Linked DNA regions of Sus scrofa: region 2 is linked to region 1. A link is a contact called in public HiChIP or PLAC-seq data. All regions are on one chromosome and are shown on one strand. Each heading gives the region's core, a stretch centred on a gene start, on an enhancer-like site or on the middle of the called end of the contact. The rest is flanking DNA. Distances are from core to core; before and after follow the strand shown.

Region 1 (5,916 bases), core at 661-3,160:
GCTGTGACACAGGCTGGTAGCTAGAGCTCTGATTCGACCCCTAATCTGGGAACTTCCATATGCTGTAAATGTGGCTCTAAAAAGCAAAAAAAAAAAAAAAAAAAAAAAACTAAAAATAAATAAAGAATTGTGGAATCTATATATTTTGGCATAAACTTGAATTACTTTCACAGAAATTTCCTTTTTTTTGAAAAAAATTAAGTTTCTTATAATCATCACTACTTAATGCTGCTGTTTTTACCTTATCAACTTATAAACTTTTTTTTTTTTTTTTTTTTTTTTTTGTCCTTTTTACGGCCGCCCCCGCGGCATATGGAGGTTCCCAAGCGAGGGGTCGAATCGGAGCTGCAGCCCCCGGCCTACACCACAGCCACAGCAACAACGCCGGATCCTTAACCCCCTGAGCGAGGCGAGGGATGGAACCCGCAACCTCATGGTTCCTAGTCGGATTCGTTTCCACTGAGCCTCGACGGGCACTCCTCCAGTACTTTTTTTTTTTTTTTGTCTTTTTGCCATTTCTTGGGCCGCTCCCACGGCATATGGAGGGTCCCAGGCTAGGGGTCGAATCGGAGTTGTAGCCGCCAAGCCTACGCAGGGGCCACAGCAACGCCGGATCCGAGCCGCGTCTGCAACCTACACCACAGCTCACGGCAACGCCGGATCATTAACCCACTGAGCAAGGGCAGGGATCGAACCCACAACCTCATGGTTCCTAGTTGGATTCGTTAGCCACTGCGCCAAGATGGCAACTCCTAAACATTTTTTTTTTTTTTTTTTTTTGGTCTCTTTGCCATTTCTTGGGCCTCTCCCACGGCATATGGAGGTCCCCAGGCTAGGGGTTCAATCGGAGCTATAGTCGCCGGCCTACACCAGAGCCACAGCAATGCGGGATCTGAGCCGCGTCTGCAACCTACACCACAGCTCACGGCAACACTGGATCTTTAACCCACTGAGCAAGGCCAGGGATTGAACCCACAACCTCATGGTTCCCAGTTGGGTTCCTTAACCACTGAGCCACAATGGGAACTCCCTTACAAACATTTCTTGCAGGTAGATTCTTCTCACTATGTTTTGTGTTTCTATTTTGTTTCCTTGTCAGCTCTTCTTTATTTTTGCCCTTCCCAATTTGAGAATAAAACTTCCAATGTGCCTTTCTTTTTTTTTTTTTTGGTATCCTGCAATGGCTACAAGGTAATCTGTGATTTGCTTCTTCACCTTATAAAAGGAGGAAAAATAGAAACAAATGAACCTATTTGACATGTGAATTTTAACAAACTTAAAACTGTTTTGAGAGCTCTTTTTGAATTTTCAAAACTTAGGCTAAAAGAACAAAAACTAGAGATCCTGTCATGGCGCCACAGAAATGAACCCCACTAGGAACCATGAAGTTGCAGGTTTGATCCCTGGCCTCCATTGGTGGGTTAAGGATCCAGTGTTGCTGTGAGCTACAGTGTGGGTCACAGACGTGGCTTGGATCCTGCCCTGTATGGCTGTGGTGTGGGCTGACAGCTGCAGCTCCGATTCGACCCCTAGCCTGAGAACATCATATGTGGCAAGCACAGCCTTAAAATGCAAAAAAAAAAAAAAAAAAAAAGGAAAGAAAAAAAAAAAACCTGACAAAACGTAGGAGAAATTTGAAAAAGTGTTACCTACTATAGGAAAAACTACCTTTGAGTCTGACGAAACAGACCTTTCCAGGAGCTCTTGAGTGTCAGAAGTCCTCTGGGCAGATGATGTTCAGGTGAAGGCTGGAACCGAAAGCCCTCGTGCCGCAGAGGTGATGACAAGCAGAGTGAATTAGGCAAAATTAGTTTCCTGACAGCTTGGATTTTCTTCTTCCTTCTTTCCTGCTAATTTTGTTAGCGGACTCTGGTGCCCCCTAGCCAGTACCTAAGGCTGCACAGAATGTTTCCACAATCCTCACTGTTGTATTTTCACTTCCACCTTCTCTGTAAGAAAAGGCAAAACCCCTCATGGTGGTGTTTTATGGTTTGTTTTCTTTTCCCAGTCAGTTACTTCTCTAAATCTAATTGACTGCTAGATTATTTTCATTCCCAACCTGACCTCCCTGGTAAAAACTTAAAGTGACAGCTGTTACACAATTTATATACTTCAGGTGGCAGGTCTCTTAGCATATTTGAATTTTCCTCCCATTTATTAACCCCAACTCTTGGGTCTTAACAAAAATTGGAATCTGACCTCAAGCCAACAAAATTCGTTTGCTGAGATCATTCTAGTACAGACATCACAGGTTCATTAGGAGTGGGAACAGGGGCTATCCATGTGGCAATGGCCAGTCTGTTGTCTTCAGAGACTCTTCAGCCGGATTTGGAAGCATTCTTTGCCTTCACTCAGGGAATCTGCCAGCCTCAAGGGACAAGCAGTTGGTTCAAGTCTAATGTGATAAATGTTATTTATATTCCCAATACAGTCTAACCCCCATCGTTGTTTTCAACCAATGTATCAGTGTGTGAGATACTGCTACAGCAGAGCACAGAGGAAATTGTGCAGCACTCTATATCAACTCAGAAAATAAAAGAGGAAGGAACACTTTGCAACACTTCCATTACCCTGATACCAAAATCAAAGCTACTGCAGGAAAAGAAAACTATAGACTAATAACCCTCTTGGACATAGATGCAAAAAAGAAAAAAAAAAATCCTTAACTACTATGAGCAAATTGAATCCAGAAATATATGAAAGTTTGGTTCAACATTCAAAAAATCAGTGAAATCTACCATGTCAGCAAATAAAAGAGAAAAAAACCCTTACAATCATTTCAATAGACAGAGAAAAAGCATTTGACAAAATTCAATATCCATTCATGATAAACTGTCTTAGGAAAAAGGAACACAAGGAGCATTCTCGATTTTATAAAGGGCCATCTACACAAAAGTCTACAGTTAACAAACCTGAATAGTGAGACTGAAGGCTTTCCCTGTAAGTTCAAGAACAAGTGAGGTTCTCTGCCTTTGGCACTTCCACTTACCTCATCCTGGAGAGCCCAGGCAGCGTAATAAGAGGCAAGGAAGCGGGGGAGAGGGACTAGAGAAACAAAAATGCTTTGGGGAACAAAAGAATAAAGTGGGAGATCTCAAACTACCTCATTTCAAGACTTACTACAAAGCACAAAGCTACAGTAATCAAGACAATATAGCACTGGGGAAGGAAAGAAATAGAGGCAGAATAGACAATCCAGAAATGAACTCACACATATACGGATAACTGATTTTTTTTGGCCATGCCTGAGGCATGCAGAAGCTCCTGGGCCAGGGGTCCAACCCAAGCCACAGCAGTAACAACACCCAAGCCTTAACCTCTAGGCCACCAGGGAATTCCTGATTTTCGACACAATATAATCTGAGTAAGAACAGTCTTTTTAACAAGTGGTGCTAGAATAATTAGGCATTTGTATGCAAAAAAGATAAAACATGGAGTTTCCTGGTGGCTCAGTGGGTTAAAGATCCAGGGTTGTCACTGCTGTGGCTCAGGTTGCTGCTGTGGCATGGGTTCTTTCCCGGGCCCAGGAATTTCCACATGCCATAGGTGTAGCCAAAAAAAAAAAAAAAAAAAAAAAAAAAGACAAAAAAAGAGATTCAATTCATGCTTCATACCATATTTTAAAAAATTAGAACTTGATAATAGACTGAATATCACACCTAAATCTTCTAGAACATGAGTCAGCAAACTAAGGCTCATGAGCCAAATTTGTCAAATATGTGATATGGAAAAAGAGGAAAGCAGAGTAATGAAAATAGGAAATGTGAGGGAAGATCCAAGGGCTGATAAGTTATTCCTTTTTTGGACTGTACTGTGTGGTTAAGAAAGGTCTCTCTGATAAGGCAACAGTTCAGCCAAAGCCGAGGGGGAAAAGTGAAAAAGGATGCCCATAGAGACCTGAAGGAAGTATTGCAGGCAGAAGGAAGAGCAGGTGCAAAGGCCCTGGTGCAGGGGCTCACCTGCTGAATCCCAGGGACATCAAATGACCAGTGTGGCCTCAAGGGAACAAGAGGCAAGTGGGGGGGTCAGGTGGACAACTTGGGGAGAAAGAGCCACTGGAATGCACACACACCAGATGCTGTGCCGTCTTTTAGGTTATGGTAGACTTTGGCTGTGGCTTTGAGTAAAATAGGATCCATGGAGGATTTTCAGCAGGGAAGTAACATGATCCGATAATATATAATGGTATCCCATGAATATACAGGCACAGAAGAGCCTAGAATGACACACTAACCCACTAAGGGGGGAAGAATCCCTGGGGAGAAAGGGAAAGGAAAAACACGATGTTTTCTCTTTCGTGCTCTACTTGTATCTGTGAAAATTTCTCCAATCAATGTCCATTACTGGCTGAAAAAATTTAATTGTAAAATATCTAAAGGATGAATTATTAGAACCATCAACTAAAATTAATTTTTCTTTTCTTTGCTCAAGACAGTTATACAGTATATACACTGCCCATTTCAGCTCCTATGATAATAAGCAAAACTGAATATTAACTGAGCAGTATGTACCTGGCTAACAAACGTCCAGAATGAGCCACTGACATTCAGGAAGTGCTTAAAGAGAAAAGGGTTAACTGTCCGGAAGAACTGTTTTAACTTGTACTACTTTCCCTCTTATTTAAATTTAGTAGTAATTTGATCAATTTACTCGTTAATTTTCAGAAAGCTGTCTATACATTTCTCGTACCTGCGAAGATTTCCAAATGCATCAGGATACTGACAAAGAGAAGCTTGTAAGAAACCCTGGTCAACAGGAAGGTTAGAGAAAACACACACCATGGACGCTGCTTAAGAAGTAGCCAAAGATGATGTGCAGGACAACCCAGTAGGTGTCCTCCAGCCCTTCTGGCAAAGGTGTCTGATGCTGTTATTGATTGCTGCGTAAAAAAAAAACCACCCCAAATTTAGTGGCATAAAACAATAACACCATGTATCATCTCTCACAATTCTGGGGGTTGAGGATACAGCCAGGCGGCTCTCACCCAGGGTGTCGCCCAGTTGCAGTCTGGTAGCAGCAGGGGCTGGACTCACCTGGTCGGCTTCCTCACTCACGTGTCTGGCAGCTGATATGGCCTGGGGCTTCCTTAGAGCATGGAAACTTGGTCCATGGGAAAGCTTCCTGGGAGAGCCAGGAAGTCATCCAGCGTCGCTGCTTCTGCATGAGTTAGAAATTAATAGTGCCAGCCCGTCCCCAAGAGAAATGAAGTTGGTATTTTACCTCCTGATTGGAGAAACACCAGAGAATTTGTGGACATGATTTAAAACCCTCTGGCTTAAAATCTACTAGATGGAATCAGACAGGAAAATAACTATAATAAAAAGTATCAGGCTCAGTGTGACGAAGGAAGTATTTGCAAATGATTAATTATGCGGTGTGGTTCACAATAGGCTGGCACAATCATAAGCAGCTTTGTCTAAGAAAGGACATTTTGAAAGAACTTATAGAATGACAGAGTGTTTATATGCAAAGATCTGAGGGAAACACAATGTAGACATCCATTCCTTGGATTGCTACAAAGGTCTACTAAGGATATAGCAAATGATTTTGTTTAACTGAGGCTTAGGGAAAAGAAGAGTATATGTGATTTACAAGATAGAGTTTGGTTACAGTATTAAAAGTACTCTATTTCATACCTGAGGTGTTAAAAGATACCAGGCACATTCAGGTGTGATTTAAGAGAGGACTTACTCTCCTCGGCTACAAATTAAGTGCCTAAATTAAATTGGTAAACATTCAGCTGTATAACCTCTCCAAGCTGACCTGTAACTTAGGGCCGACTCTCCTTCACGGGGCCTTGAGCTTTCCACCCAACCTGCCTTTGGAGACCAAGGGTCCCCAAAGTCTTTGATACATCTGTCCTCTCTCAGTTTAGCCTCAGATCAGGCGACCAATGACCAACCAAGCAGTCTGCTT
Region 2 (6,456 bases), core at 3,938-6,437, 160 kb after region 1:
CGCTGATCTGGGCCACTTCAGGGGCATCCTGACAGGTCTCCCTGCCTCCACCCTTGGCCCCTTAGAGTCTGTTCTCAAAACAGCAGCCAGAGAGTTCCCATCATGGCTCAGCAGTTAATGAACCCAACTAGCATCCATGAGGATGCAGGTTTGATCTCTGGCATTGCCCAGTGGGTTAAGGATCTGGCATTGATATGGGCTGTGGTGTATATTGCAGACGAGGCTCGGATCTGGCGTTGCTGTGGCTGTAGCGTAGGTTGGAGGCTACAGCTCCAACTAGACCCCTAGCCTGGGAACCTCCATATGCTGCATGTGCGGCTCTAAAAAGACAAAAAAAAAAAAACAAAACCAAAACCAAAAAATAACCCAAACCCACAGGAACCAGGGTGGTCCTTTAAACACAGAAGCCAGAACGGGCTGTCCCTCCACTCGGAGCCTGACAGGGCTCTCCATTTCACTCCGAGGGAAGGACAAATCTCTACGATGGCCTATGAGGCCCCCCCATGGCTGGGGACCCCACTGTAGGGTGACACACCTCCCAATGCTCCCCACTGCACTCACTGTTCTTGGAATACACCACGCATTGCCTGTTCCCTCTGCCTGGAATGCTCTTCCCCAGGCAAAGGCACGGTTACTTCCCTCACTTCCTTCAAGGTACAGACGTGACTGTCATCGTCTCAAAGAGACTTCCCCTGACCAGCCTATGTGCAAGTGTGTCCTGTCCCTAACTCCCAGTCCAGCGCTCCTGGTCTCCTTATTGTGCCCTCAGATTCCTTTTTTCCATAGAGCTTATCGCTTTCTAATATATTGTCCCCTTAAACACACCATGCTCTTAAAAAATTTTTTAAATGAAAGTATACTCAATTACAATGTGTGTCGATTTCGGCCGTATGGCAAAGCAATCCAGTCATACATATACATACAGTCTTTTTCTGATACTATCTTCCATCATATATTTTTTTAATTTTATTGTAGTTGATTTACAATGTTCTGTCCATTTCTATTGTACAGCAAAGTGACCCAGTTAAATGTATACATACATTTTTTTCTCACATTATCCGCCATCGTGTTCCATCGCAAGTGATGAGGTAGAGTTAGTTCCCTGTGCTACACAGCAGGATCTCATTGCTTATCCACTCCAAATGCAATAGTTTGCATCTACTAACCCCCAACTCCCAGTCCATCCTACTCCCTCCCCCTCCCCCTGGGCAACCACAAGTCTGTTCTCCAAGTCCATGAGTGTGTTTCTTTTCTGTAGGTAGGGTCGTCTGTGCCATATATTAGATTCCAATTATAAGGGGTATCATATGGTATATGTCCTTCTCTTTCTGACTTACTTCACTCAGTATGAGAGTCTCTGGTTCCATCCCTGTTGTTGTCTTCCACCACCTTCTGTCTCAAGAGACTGGATACAGTTCCTGTGCTACAGCAGGACCTCACTGCATATCGTGATTACTCTCTGCTTGTCCCCGTAGAAATCTATGCTCTGGGAGGGCAGAGAGCTTTGTCCAATGATGTACTCCAAGCACAAAGCAGAGCCACCCAGGAAATATTCGTTGAATGAATACATGCCTCCCAGTGTCTAGAGCTGTTCTTGACACAGTGGGCTCTCAATGCTGGTTGAATGTCTCTCCCCAGGAGAGAAATGGGACTCAGTGTCAGCATAGAGAGGACGCAGGCTGCAAAGCATGGGGACTCAGGAGACTCCTGCTTCTCCCTCAGCTGGCATGGAGACTTGGCTAGGCCATGTCCTAGTGGGTGTGACCTAGGCAATTCATTCAACCTCCCTGAGCCTCTCTTTTCTAGACTGCAAATTGGAGATGACCATAGTACTCCCTTAAAAGGTGCTAATGAGAAGTAAGTGTGCTAATTCAGAAAGTAAGACTGGTAAACACTCAATTCATTTGAACTATTCTTTTTTTTTTTTTTTTTTGCCACACCCTTGGCATGTGGAAGTTCCTGAGCCAGGGATCAAACCCCCACCATAGCAGGGACCCAAGCTGTTGCAGAAACAATGCCAGGTCTTTAACCCATTGCACCAGAAGGGAACTCCACAATTGAACTATTCTTTTTCTCTCTCTCTCTTTTTAGGCTGCACCTGCCGCATATGGAGGTTCCCAGGCTAGGGGTCGAATTGGAGCTGTAGCTGCTATTCTGCTCCACAGCCACAGCAGCGTGGGATTTGAGCTGTGTCTTCAACCTACATCACAGCTCACAGCAACGCCAGATCCTTTACCCACTGAAGGAGGCCAGGGATCGAACCTGTGTCCTCATGGATACTAGTCAGATCTGTTTCTGCTGAGCCAGGACAGGAACTCCTGAACTGTTCTTATTATGAGGTCTTACTCTTTTATTCCTCTTCCAGGGAAATGACTTCCACATTCTTTCTTACCCCTCACGATTACTGGCAAAAATATACAACACTTTTGGTGAAAAACACTTAGGAAACCCTACACTCCCCTACAGATGCTGGGGATTCTGACTCTTGTGAATCCCCCAGAAGACCTAGCACCATGGTGGACACATAGAGGCGGCTAGGGAGCCCTATAGGCTCCTGAAGACTGTCAGCAACTGGGGAACTGTCTTAAGTCTGAAAAAAAAAAAAAAAAGACTGGCTCTAGTCCATAGCCAGGATCTCTTCTGCAACTCAGCCCCTTCCCCGTGGCGCCCCGGAGGCGGGAGAAGGGCTGTGTCTGTATTTCAAAGCCCTCCTCCTTCTCTTCTCCCTTCCTCCCCAGGATGCCAGAACTTTCGTTTGCCATGAAAGCGCAGTCGTATGGCTGGAAGTGACATTTGCTCCCTGCCCTATCCGGCGGTTTCTGCACGTGGGCTGTTCCTATGTTCAAAGCATCCAACCGTCTGCAAGTGGATTATTGACAGAGCATCTCTCTTCCCAGAGCCGCTGATCCGTGGCACCTCTGAACCTCCTGGCCCTTGTGCGTACTTTTTCTCCCACGTCCCACCGAGACCCTGTGTGTTGCCACCTGCAGCTGGGTACTTACCTCCGCTGGAGTAAGTGTCTCCAGTCCCCGGTAGACACAGCCCTCCCCTACACACCAGGGTGGAAATAAGATTTCTGCTCAAAGCTAGCAAGCTCCCTCTGAGGCACAGTCACACGGAGACAGAAAAGTGATGGGCTCGTGCTTCTTTTAAACAGTGTTGAATGATGAGAAGTCAGTCTTTCAGACAGACTTTTGACACAAGGAGGATCAAGGTATGAGTGCCTTTGAGGATTCCTCGCAGAGAAAACAGCTCCTAATTGGACAAAGGAGGGAAAGGCGCCAGCTGCTGCCTTCATGATTATTTAAAAACCCATCTACCATCGAAAAAAATGCCTCATTGTTTCATTACCATTGAAATGCGATTGCCACTCTATTTTCTGCTGGCCTCCCCTCTATGCAAATGGGACACAAGAAAGAAATTCGTAAGGTACTCATTTGGTTTCTGGATGTATTGTTGGCAGCCTGGAAATATCCTAGCCGGGAGTGTCAAAATGACAACACTGTCTGCTTTTCTACTGTTCTCTCTGAAAATACCATTTTTAACATACCCATACAGGCAAGCCCGATTGTGTTTTATCAGAATTTTAGTAAGAGACAAGAAGCTTGGTGGTTCCATTGTGGGCATTGGACATTCAATAAAAGTCATTTCCAAGTGGTTCTGTTTATCAAAGATTAAAAGAATTCATTAACTTGAAAAAAATTGTTTTGTTCTGACCCTGCTTAGAGTTGATGTTTATGCTGGAGGCTGAGGATTATGTAATGATTTGTACAGCACTTTCTAGTTTTCAAAAGCTTTCTGCCTCCCGTATGTCACATGACCCTCTCAAGGACCCTGGGAGGGAGGTAAAGGCAGTTTTCTTTTCCTCATTCTGCAGATGAGAAAACTGGATCTCGAAAAGACGGGGACTTAGAAATTGTCACAGGAGTTCCCATTGTGGCGCAGTGGTTAACGAATCCGACTAGGAACCATGAGGTTGCGGTCCGGTCCCTGCCCTTGCTCAGTGGGTTAACGATCCGGCGTTGCCGTGAGCTGTGGTGTAGGTTGCAGACGCGGCTCGGATCCCGCGTTGCTGTGGCTCTGGCGTAGGCCGGTGGCTACAGCTCCGATTCAACCCCTGGCCTGGGAACCTCCATATGCCGCAGGAGCGGCCCAAGAAATAGCAACAACAACAACAACAACAAAAAGACAAAAGACAAAAAAAAAAAAAAAAAAAAAGAAATTGTCACAGAACCTGCTCCATCCCTCATAGGGGCCTATTTCTACCTTGTCGTGTTGGCAGATTTCTTCTTATCCTTTGAAGCATGAACGAAACGTTTCCTTTTCTCTGAAGTTTTCCTGTGTCGCTCTGCTCACCGCCCCCATCCCATTGCTAATTGGTTTAACCAGTAGCAGTGAGTCACCATGACATGTGTCCCAGGCAGACAGGCGACTCTGTCAACATAATCGTGGGTCCTCTAGCAAGCAGCTTGCAGACTGTCTAGTGACATACAATGTCTAACTCCTGGGGTTCCTCAGGAGGCCAAGAAATAGTACCCCTCTATCTTGACCAAATGCCAAACTTATGGAGAAATAAATCAAAGAGTCTTGGCAAAGGGTGCCCCACTTGTTTATCTGATAAATGTGAAGTAGGAGAATGAGGCTGGGGGAGAGGATGCAGCTATGACCTCAAAGCCAAACCGCACAAACCTTCACCCATTTGCAGGCAGAGCTGGCCCGTGGGATGAGAGGTGGGGTTCCCACTTGGCGCCAGAATGGGTGGCCGCCTGCCCCTGGAGCACGGACAGACAGACAGCTTCCCGCCAGGGGACACTCCAAGAGGCAAGATGAGGGGGCAGCTAAGCAGACCACCTAGCACGCAGCACCCACTTATTCTCCCAGATTTGCCACCCAAATCGCACCAGGAGGAAAGAGTGTCTTCAGGTCAAAATGTCTCCTCGAGGGAGGCAAAGAAGGGGAAGCATGTCTAGCATGGCTCTAACTCTTGCCGACTCTGGGCTCCAACTCAAGCCGCAGGTGGGAGGGGCTCCTCCCACCAGAATCGCCCCGGTTCCCAACTCTGTGATGGCACCTGTGTGCTGTCAGCCTCCCTGGCTACTCCAAAATGTGAGAGATCTCAGGGCAGAGACCGTGTCGCAATCAGAGCCCAGTGCAAGGTCTGGCACAGGGCCATGCTTGTCAAACGCCCACAGCCTGGGGACTCATCCTTGGTCACCAGAGAACAGAGCCAGAGCCCAAACCCAGACTCGTGCCAAGGGGGCCCCACCCTGTGCTGCCTTAATGGCAGCTGTACCATGACCCACACCCCATATCCCCCAACCCAAAATGGAGGGGAGGGCTAACAACACTACTTACTAGCCCGGTGAACAGTAGAGCCCCTGTGTTTACACACACAGACCTCTGACGACCCCCTTGAGCTGGGTACTAATGTCCCCTCATTCCATGGATGAGGAAATTCATGCTTAGAGAGAGAGGTTAGGCACCAGCCCAAGGCCACAGAGCTAGCTAGCAGTGACTCTGCCTCAAACCTGGACTCTTAACTCTCATAGGAATTTAACAAAGACCAAGCAGCCCAGGAGTTCCCACTGTGGCACAGCAGGTTAAGATCTGGCATTGTCTCTACGGCAGTGAGGCTCTCCGGCCTGGCTCAGTGGGTTAAGGAGCCACATGGTGCATATTGTGCTTCAAGGAGATAGACCTCGAAGCCTCCTTCGGCCAAGACAAGAATGACCGCCCCACCCCCTCATTGTAATGCCCCTTCCCCCACCTTGAGCAACCTGGCCTCCTCCTTCCTGCCCCCTACTGGGAAAGGTATGTGGCCCACTCCTCACCCCACCGCTGGGGGGTGCAACCAGCAAGTGTATTCTAAGACCCCTCTTTCCCCAACCAATCAGCAGATCAGCAGGTGTATCCGGAGACCTCGCCTCTCCCTGGGTTATAAAAACAGACACAACCACACACTCACTGCGGGCTCTCCCTGATCATCGGGAAGTCCTCCTGCTGCACTAGCTGTGTCTCTTACCTTAGTAAACTCTGCTTTCTCTCCACCTCACCATACTCAATAAACTTTTCTTTCTGTTCACCCTGATGTGAGTCTGGGAATACTTTTCTGACCCGTGTGCCCAGACCATGACAGTGTAGGTCGCAACCGTGGCTCGGATTTGATCCCTGGCCTGGGAAATTCCACATGCTGTAGGTGAGGGGGAAAAAAAAAAAGGACAAAGCAACCCAAAGGCTAAGCATTTGCTTATAGAAATATCCAGGGATGTTTTCCTGGTCATCTGCCTTTGTTAGAGTCTCTGTATGCGTGATAAGGAGCTACTGGAAGCTGGTCTGAGAACTGTCACAGGATAACAGAATGGAGAGTAGCAGTTTGGAAACCATTGTGGCAACTAGACAGCTGCTCTGGCCAAGTGCTGATCATTTGTCTTGCTGAGGAGGGGGAGACCTTTTGGA

Evidence for each region. HiChIP or PLAC-seq counts read pairs in DNA pulled down with a chosen protein or histone mark.
Region 2: a contact with region 1 is called in an H3K27ac HiChIP or PLAC-seq map of alveolar macrophages. The contact joins two enhancer-like sites. A contact is called at or near these places in 1 of 47 Hi-C or Micro-C datasets (embryonic fibroblasts) and 1 of 2 datasets of contacts at active chromatin or transcription factors (alveolar macrophages).

The regions. Positions count from the first base shown.
Region 1 is chr18:42,531,806-42,537,721 of Sscrofa11.1, forward strand. No RefSeq gene overlaps it. Among named protein-coding and RNA genes, the nearest start is that of NOD1, 70 kb to the left of the region's middle. Within about 2 kb of position 1,911, at least 3 of the 83 cell types and tissues checked have an H3K27ac peak or open chromatin away from gene starts, as enhancers often do. A contact at or near this core is called in alveolar macrophages, where this site is marked.
Region 2 is chr18:42,691,649-42,698,104 of Sscrofa11.1, forward strand. No RefSeq gene overlaps it. Among named protein-coding and RNA genes, the nearest start is that of ZNRF2, 43 kb to the left of the region's middle. Within about 2 kb of position 5,188, at least 9 of the 83 cell types and tissues checked have an H3K27ac peak or open chromatin away from gene starts, as enhancers often do. A contact at or near this core is called in alveolar macrophages, where this site is marked.